Regions from separate parts of the Hordeum vulgare genome. Here region 1 is linked to region 2. A link is a contact called in public Hi-C data. All regions are on one chromosome and are shown on one strand. Each heading gives the region's core, a stretch centred on a gene start, on an enhancer-like site or on the middle of the called end of the contact. The rest is flanking DNA. Distances are from core to core; before and after follow the strand shown.

Region 1 (3,168 bases), core at 162-2,661, 310 kb before region 2:
TTGAGGCATTCTCTGGCATATTTGTGAGAGCCCAAGCAATCCAGCATCCCTCAAATAAGGACGATACCTCTCATGAAATTTTAAGGGTTTGTGGTGACGCAACTTCAACTGCTCCAGGGCCTGCAATAGTACAGAATATAGAACTCAGTGCTATTGAAAAAAAAATCTCGTTTTACTAACTTATTTCCCTGAAATATGACAAAGTTTATTGTCCTTAGATTAACCTGATCGCCAAAAATTGCATCTGAACGGTGGTTAATCTTAGGATTGAGCAGTGTACTGGATGAAGGTTCCGGAGGTCCTGCATAGCAAGCCACATGGACTTGTTCGGGAGTAAACCCAACATTGTCCTCTCTATCAGAAGTGGTACTCGGCGTAGAAGGTGCAGATGTTTCATGATGATCCATTTCATTTTCTGCCACAGAACATCTGCCCCGGCCCCGGCCACGACGTGCACGTCCTCTTGCCCTTGAAGACATGGACTACTACTCTGCAAACAAAACATCATTAGATCAGTTGCCAGAATGCCATAGATGATCACAGCTAGAAAGAAATCTAATGGACGGCATGAGCGCTGCTCTATGTGTTAAGATTTAAAATCATGGCTTATACAAGGAAGGAACTATGTACAAAATGAAAAAAAAAAAACATATACAATCAAACAAGGCATATATATGCTTAGAAGATATGGCATTCGTCTTATATTAGAAATATTTAACGCAGTCTAATCTGTCAACTGTGAGTTATTCTCCCCTACAAATGTTGCTCTCGCAGAACTAACCATTTGCCATAACCAACTGAAACACTGAATCTTAAATCTAAATTTGCTTATTATGGAGAAACAACTCCTAGACATGTATATACTATATAGTCTGACTGAGCAACTTTCTTCATCTTTAGGCACAAAACTAGCATTACAGGCTTGCAGCTGACTAGTGTAGCAGTGTCCCATTTTTATTCAGACAGAAAGGGACTCTCATTGAAACATTCGGCCTATAGAAGGCCACATGTTCGACAAGAACAGGTTCAGCAGAACATGGTAGTGCCACAGCCCCCTTTACATATCAGTTATCCGTATCAACCCACTATTCCCCTGCTCAAAGCACTTGAATAATCTGCGCACCAGACCAGAGCACGCACAATGGGGCAACAGCGTGCACCGAGATCCAAGGGGGGCGAGTAAAATCCAGCGGTGGTTTGTGGGGCGGGCTTACCAAATCAGGCTGGCGAGGTGGCGCCGGAGGAGGCGGAGGACAAGCTCCTGAAGTCCTGATCCCCCGTAGATTTTTGCTTCCCGTCAGAGGAGAAGGGAACCCTAGAAATTTGCTTTCCAGGGGTGGAGGCGGCGACGCGGAATCCGTGACCCGGAGTGGTGCTACGCCCGGACATGTTTTTTTGCTGCTTCCGCAACAAACAGCGGGCTCACCAGCTTCTGGGCCGGAGAAGCCAAAGCCCAAAGACGGGCCTTTTTTTGGGATTCCCCCAGCCGCAGCCGCTCAAAAAAAAAAAAGATCTTTTACGGTTTCACCCTCCCACCAAACTCGTCCTGGTTTATTAGCTCGAGTATTTTTGTCATATTTTGACTATAATTTTAACTAATCTTTACCTAATAATAATAAAGCGGCTATCGCTTCTGTCGGAATTTCCGTCGCAACATTTTTACAAAAAAGTCCCTGTCGTTTGGCTGAATAAACCTGCAGTCCAGTAAATAAGTTAAAAAACGTTTCACACAGCTGCTTTGGGGCGAGTCCACGGACCGTTGAGACCCAGATGTGGCCCTGGAAAACCCATCCGAGACCGATTCAGCCAGAACCACGCTCGCCGCCACTTCCCCGAGCTCCCTCCTACTCCCGACCGCGCCGGCCGGACCTCCTCCACCTCGCGTCGCAGTCGGTGTCCGGACCCTTGCAGGACGAGCAGATGAGCAGCGCATCTCTCTCTCCCTTCTTCTCTCTTCCTCACAACTCCCTCTCTTCAAGATACCAGGAGCTCCAGGGCCACCAGCACGATTCGTCCGTGCTCGAATCCAGCGAGATCCGGACGCGGGCAACCCATCCCCGCTGCTCCCGCACTGGATGTGCAACGCCTCCCCCTCGGAGTTGCCTCCAGCGCAGCCGCAAGCCACCTCCTGCCTCTGCCCTCGGGGAGGTCTGCAGCAACGGTGTCCTCTGGTGCACGCGTAGGTCTCCGTGGAGGTGGAAATTCAATTCGACTTCACCTCAGGCGTATATGCTGGTGAAAGTAAACACCATGGTGAGAGGCAGAGGGTTCCAGCAAGTAATATTCCTGATAAGTCTGTGCCATCAAAGAGGGAGAGCGCCTCTGATGGCACCAGTCCATCAGAATGTGTCAATCGCACCACAAAGAGCATCACTAAAGCAGCTCGATCAAGTCCTTTCAAGAAGATGTTGAGCCCCATCATGAAGTCCAAGTCTGTTAGAAGCAGCCCATCTCTTGCTGAAGAGGAAGAGCCCAACACTGCAGTTGTGCCGGCAAGCAGCAGAAACTGCGTGCCCCGCAAATCGTTGCTCAGTGATCTCTCGAGGACTGAGCGGAGCCAAGCATCATCCAATTGCCTGCCAAATGGAGAAAGTCGGCATATGACGGAGGCTTCTTTATCACCTGCTCATCTCCAAGCAGTTCTTAAATGTGATTCCAGAAATGGCATTCCCTTTTATGATTTTTGTGTCGAGGGCCCGGAAGAGTCCATTTCTGCTAGGTCCTGGGAGAGTGGGAGTGAACTAATCCGGATTTACACTTTCCATAGTGGTGGTAAACGAGGAAGCACTGTTGGGAGGTCTTCCAAAGATGAGCGCAGATGTTTGCCTCCAATTGTAGGCCAGATGCAGGTTTCCTCCTATCTATGCTCTAAAGTTGGAAAAGATGGCATTCTGAATAATTCTGTCAACACCGAGTTTGTTCTGTACGATATCGCTCACGCAAGGCGAAGTTTTGCTGCCGAGGAGAAGACCAAGTGTACAGAGCCCAGTCAGCCGGAATCCTGTGGCGTCGTTGATAAACCAGTCTCTCGTGAATATCCACAGAAGATTAATCTGATTGACCACCAGCATGATGCAAGGCATAATCCAGAGGTATCGACATCTCGGCCATGGTCTGAAGAGGATCTTTATCCTCATTTGGAGATTGCAGCAACAGTCATTCAGATCC
Region 2 (3,267 bases), core at 491-2,990:
CGAGGATGACCTGATGAATACAAATAGAGCAAAACTTAGAACACCACACTACTTCAGGGGATTAATGAGAAGAGACACTTTAGTCATAACATAAAGCATTACAATCTTCGTGCAGGTAAGCAATTCCACGAGCTGCTCCGGCCGCAATCTTGACCCTCGTACGCCAATCAAGTGGTACTTCATTTACTGAAATTTCATGAGCATGGTTAATGACCAGGTAACAGATGAGCAATCTAGCTGCTTCCACTGAAGCTAAAATTGATTGATGCAAAAAACGGAACCACTATGATCGACAAGGATTTCTCACCATGGAGATGATAATAAAGTGTGTTATTGGGAACAAAATCATATACAAGCATGCGCTGGCCCTCTGATACGCAGTAGCCTACTAATGAAACCAAATGTCTATGATGTACTCTGCTGATAGTATCAACTTCGGCCCTGAACTCACGCTCTCCCTGCCCATTCCCAATCTTGAGCTTCTTGATAGCCACAGGGCGACCATCTGGCAAGATACCCTTGTACACACACCCAAATCCACCTTCTCCCAAAAGGTTCTCATCCGAAAAGTCATTTGAGATTCCTGCCAAATTCTCCGGCGTGAACAGCATCCTCGAGTACCCTATCCCGGAGTCGGCCGGCGAGTACGGGAACCCATGGCTTCCAGTACTGGACCTCATGAAGGGATAGCCCGGTGATCGTAAGTAGAATCCATCTGGCCAACACAAATACTGTAATGAGCATCGTCTAGGATGGCTAAATTCAGAAAATGCGGATATAGATATACTACATTTAACACTCAGGCGTTTATGTTTTGTACCTGATGCTAGTGAGGATCCAGCAGACGAGGGAATGTAATTGGGCGGCGGCGGCGGGGGAGCTGGTTGCTGCTGTGTCGGCAGCACTGGAGGAGGCTCTGCCCGCCGTCGCTTCTTCTTGACAAGCCAAATGGTGGCACCGATGAAGCTGAGCATTGCAAGACCGGCAATTGCTACAATGGTGGTGGCAGTTTCCCTCGATATTTCGATGTTTTTGCCGCTGCCGTTTGAGCGAGTCGAGTTTGAGTGTGGCCTCGCAGGCGAGCGTGGCGGCGCATAATGTGGCTTAGTATGATGGCGCGGGGGCGGCGGCGGGGAAGATGAAATTCTTGGCGGGGGAGGCGAATATGCCTTAACCGGCGTGGGTGCTGGAGCTGGAGCAGGCGATGGCGATGGCGATGGTGGGTGGGATGGAGGCGGAGCTGGTGGCGAGAGGACTACTGGCGGCGGCGGGGGGAGGGACGGGGGCGGCGGCGACGGGTACACGCGGGGCTGTACGCGTGGCTGGTCGGCCGCCATCGGCGGCGGTGGCGCCAGAACCTCGGCAGGAGGCGGTGAGGGCGACGGGGACGGCGGCGGAAGCGACGGAGGGGGCGCGTCGGGCGGCGGAGGCGACAATGCCGGCGGCGGAGGCGACGAAGGCAATGCTGGGGGAGGCGACGGCAATGTCTCGGGTGGCGGGGAGGCCGGAGGGGGGCTACTCACCGGCGGAGGGGACGCCGCGGGGGGCAAAGAATGGTAGGACGTGGAAACCGGCGGGGCCGAGGCGGAGGAGGAGTAGGGGCAGCCCGGCGGGCGCGGCGCGGGCTGCGGCTGGCCATGCCCGCCCTGCGGCACGGCGTAGGACGAGGACGCCGGCTGCGGAGGCATGAAGGGATCCGCGTAGCCGCCCATCCCCACCACCACCGCCGCCCTCCGCAAGTAGCTCGACAGCAGCGAGGCGCGGGCGCGCGCTGGCGGTGGCAGGCAGGGGATCTGCAGGTCCACGCCGACGGCCAGATCTCCCGCCCGGCCGCTCGCCCCCAACCAAGCAGCTGCGCGAACCACCGCTTGAATGGAAGGAAGCTGCCACCCACCCTGGCCTGCTCTCCCTCTCCCGACAGCGACGTAGAGGGAGCGCGGCTTGAGATCCGAATCCTCCCGCCCACGCAAGTGGCGGCAGATCACGCGCGGCAGACGGGGCGGCCGCGGAGCTCGGCTCGTCGGGCGGCGAGGCCGAGATCCGAGTCCCTCCGCGGGAAGGCGATCCTTTGTCGCCCAATGCAATGCAGCACCGCACCGCGCACCGCTCGTCTCTCTCTCTCTCTCGCCTCGGCTGAGCTCACCTCACCTCAGCAGGACGCCGAGCTCATCTCTTTCTGGCTCCTCCCGTCCCTGCCCTTGCCTGCCTTGGTGTCCGTGGCTGCCTGGCTGGACAGTAGAGAGAGAGAGCGAGAGCATCAGTAGCACTAGCACTAGTAGCGCTACTAGTATAATTTTCTCCCCCTCCCTCTATTTTTCTCCTTCTTTCTTCTCCGCTCAGAAAACAAAGTCTATAATAATATTGTTTTCTTTCTCGGGGGAGGAGTGAGGGGTTGGTGCCAGGTCCATATGGGAAATAGCTGGACTTCGAGGAGCAAGCAGTAGCGGTACTACAGTACAGCAGCATAGCATAGGGAGCCGAGCCGGGCAAAAAAAAAAAGAGTAGTACCACTAGAAATTTGGGCATTTCCCGTGCAGATTGTCGCTAGCGGGCCCGGCCCTCGCCGCTCGCGGGCGGTGGAAACCGGGAAGAAACCGCGACGAGGCCGGCCTGCCGGGCGGAGCCACGAAGCAAGTGGCGGCTGGCTTGTTTTCTTTGTGCTCGCGGCGAGCGCGGTTCATCCTGTGCGGCAGCGTGCGACGGTGGAGGGCGTGGCTGGCTTGTTTACTGGGTACGATACGATGCTCTGAGGGCTGAGGGCGACGCTGACGGCTGGATGCATGGCTGAGTGGAGAGCTTCTTTTGGTGCCTGGTGCGCTTTGAGGTGGGGTGGGGCTTTCAAGGTTTGGGATTTCGGGTGACCTTTTTGTTGCCTACGTTTTGCCGTTTGTTGACCCTGGCTGGAAAAACACTACTACGCGGTTTTCTTATTAAGGCAAAAGGCGGTACGAATACAGTACTAACTAGGGATGTGACGTCGGTACGAGTTTTCATTTCGATCATGCCATGTCTTGCTTCGGGAGTAGAGCGGGTGTTGTTATATAGCCGGGTATATTAGCACTTTTTAGGTTGAGTTAATCCCTAAATGAATCATGAATATGGTATTGACAGTATGAAGCTCATGCCGGTATCTAAACATATGAACACTATCAAATATAACACTGGAACGCCTATCTACACGGTAAATACGACCATCACACGAACGAGTGAATAAGAAATGAATAGACCATACCCTCTTATAGGTCAAGCGGTCGTTCATAACCTTTT

The links. A called contact is a pair of places that touch in the nucleus more often than the background predicts.
Region 1: a contact with region 2 is called in a Hi-C map of seedling, with 3 times the contacts expected there. The contact joins the promoter of LOC123444359 here to the promoter of LOC123444358 in region 2. A contact is called at or near these places in 2 of 6 Hi-C or Micro-C datasets (leaf and seedling) and 1 of 1 datasets of contacts at active chromatin or transcription factors (embryo).

The regions. Positions count from the first base shown.
Region 1 is chr3H:477,624,046-477,627,213 of MorexV3_pseudomolecules_assembly, reverse strand. LOC123444359 (serine/threonine-protein phosphatase 7 long form homolog) reads right to left here and starts at 1,411. Exons shown (of 4, transcript XM_045121050.1): 1 at 1,215-1,411; 2 at 225-490; 3 at 1-120. The coding sequence starts at 479. It overlaps LOC123441889, which reads left to right and starts at 1,771. Exons shown (of 4, transcript XM_045118072.1): 1 at 1,771-2,046; 2 at 2,184-3,168. The coding sequence starts at 1,771.
Region 2 is chr3H:477,313,889-477,317,155 of MorexV3_pseudomolecules_assembly, reverse strand. LOC123444358 (proline-rich receptor-like protein kinase PERK9) reads right to left here and starts at 1,740. Exons shown (of 8, transcript XM_045121048.1): 1 at 821-1,740; 2 at 308-715; 3 at 103-186; 4 at 1-10. The coding sequence starts at 1,712.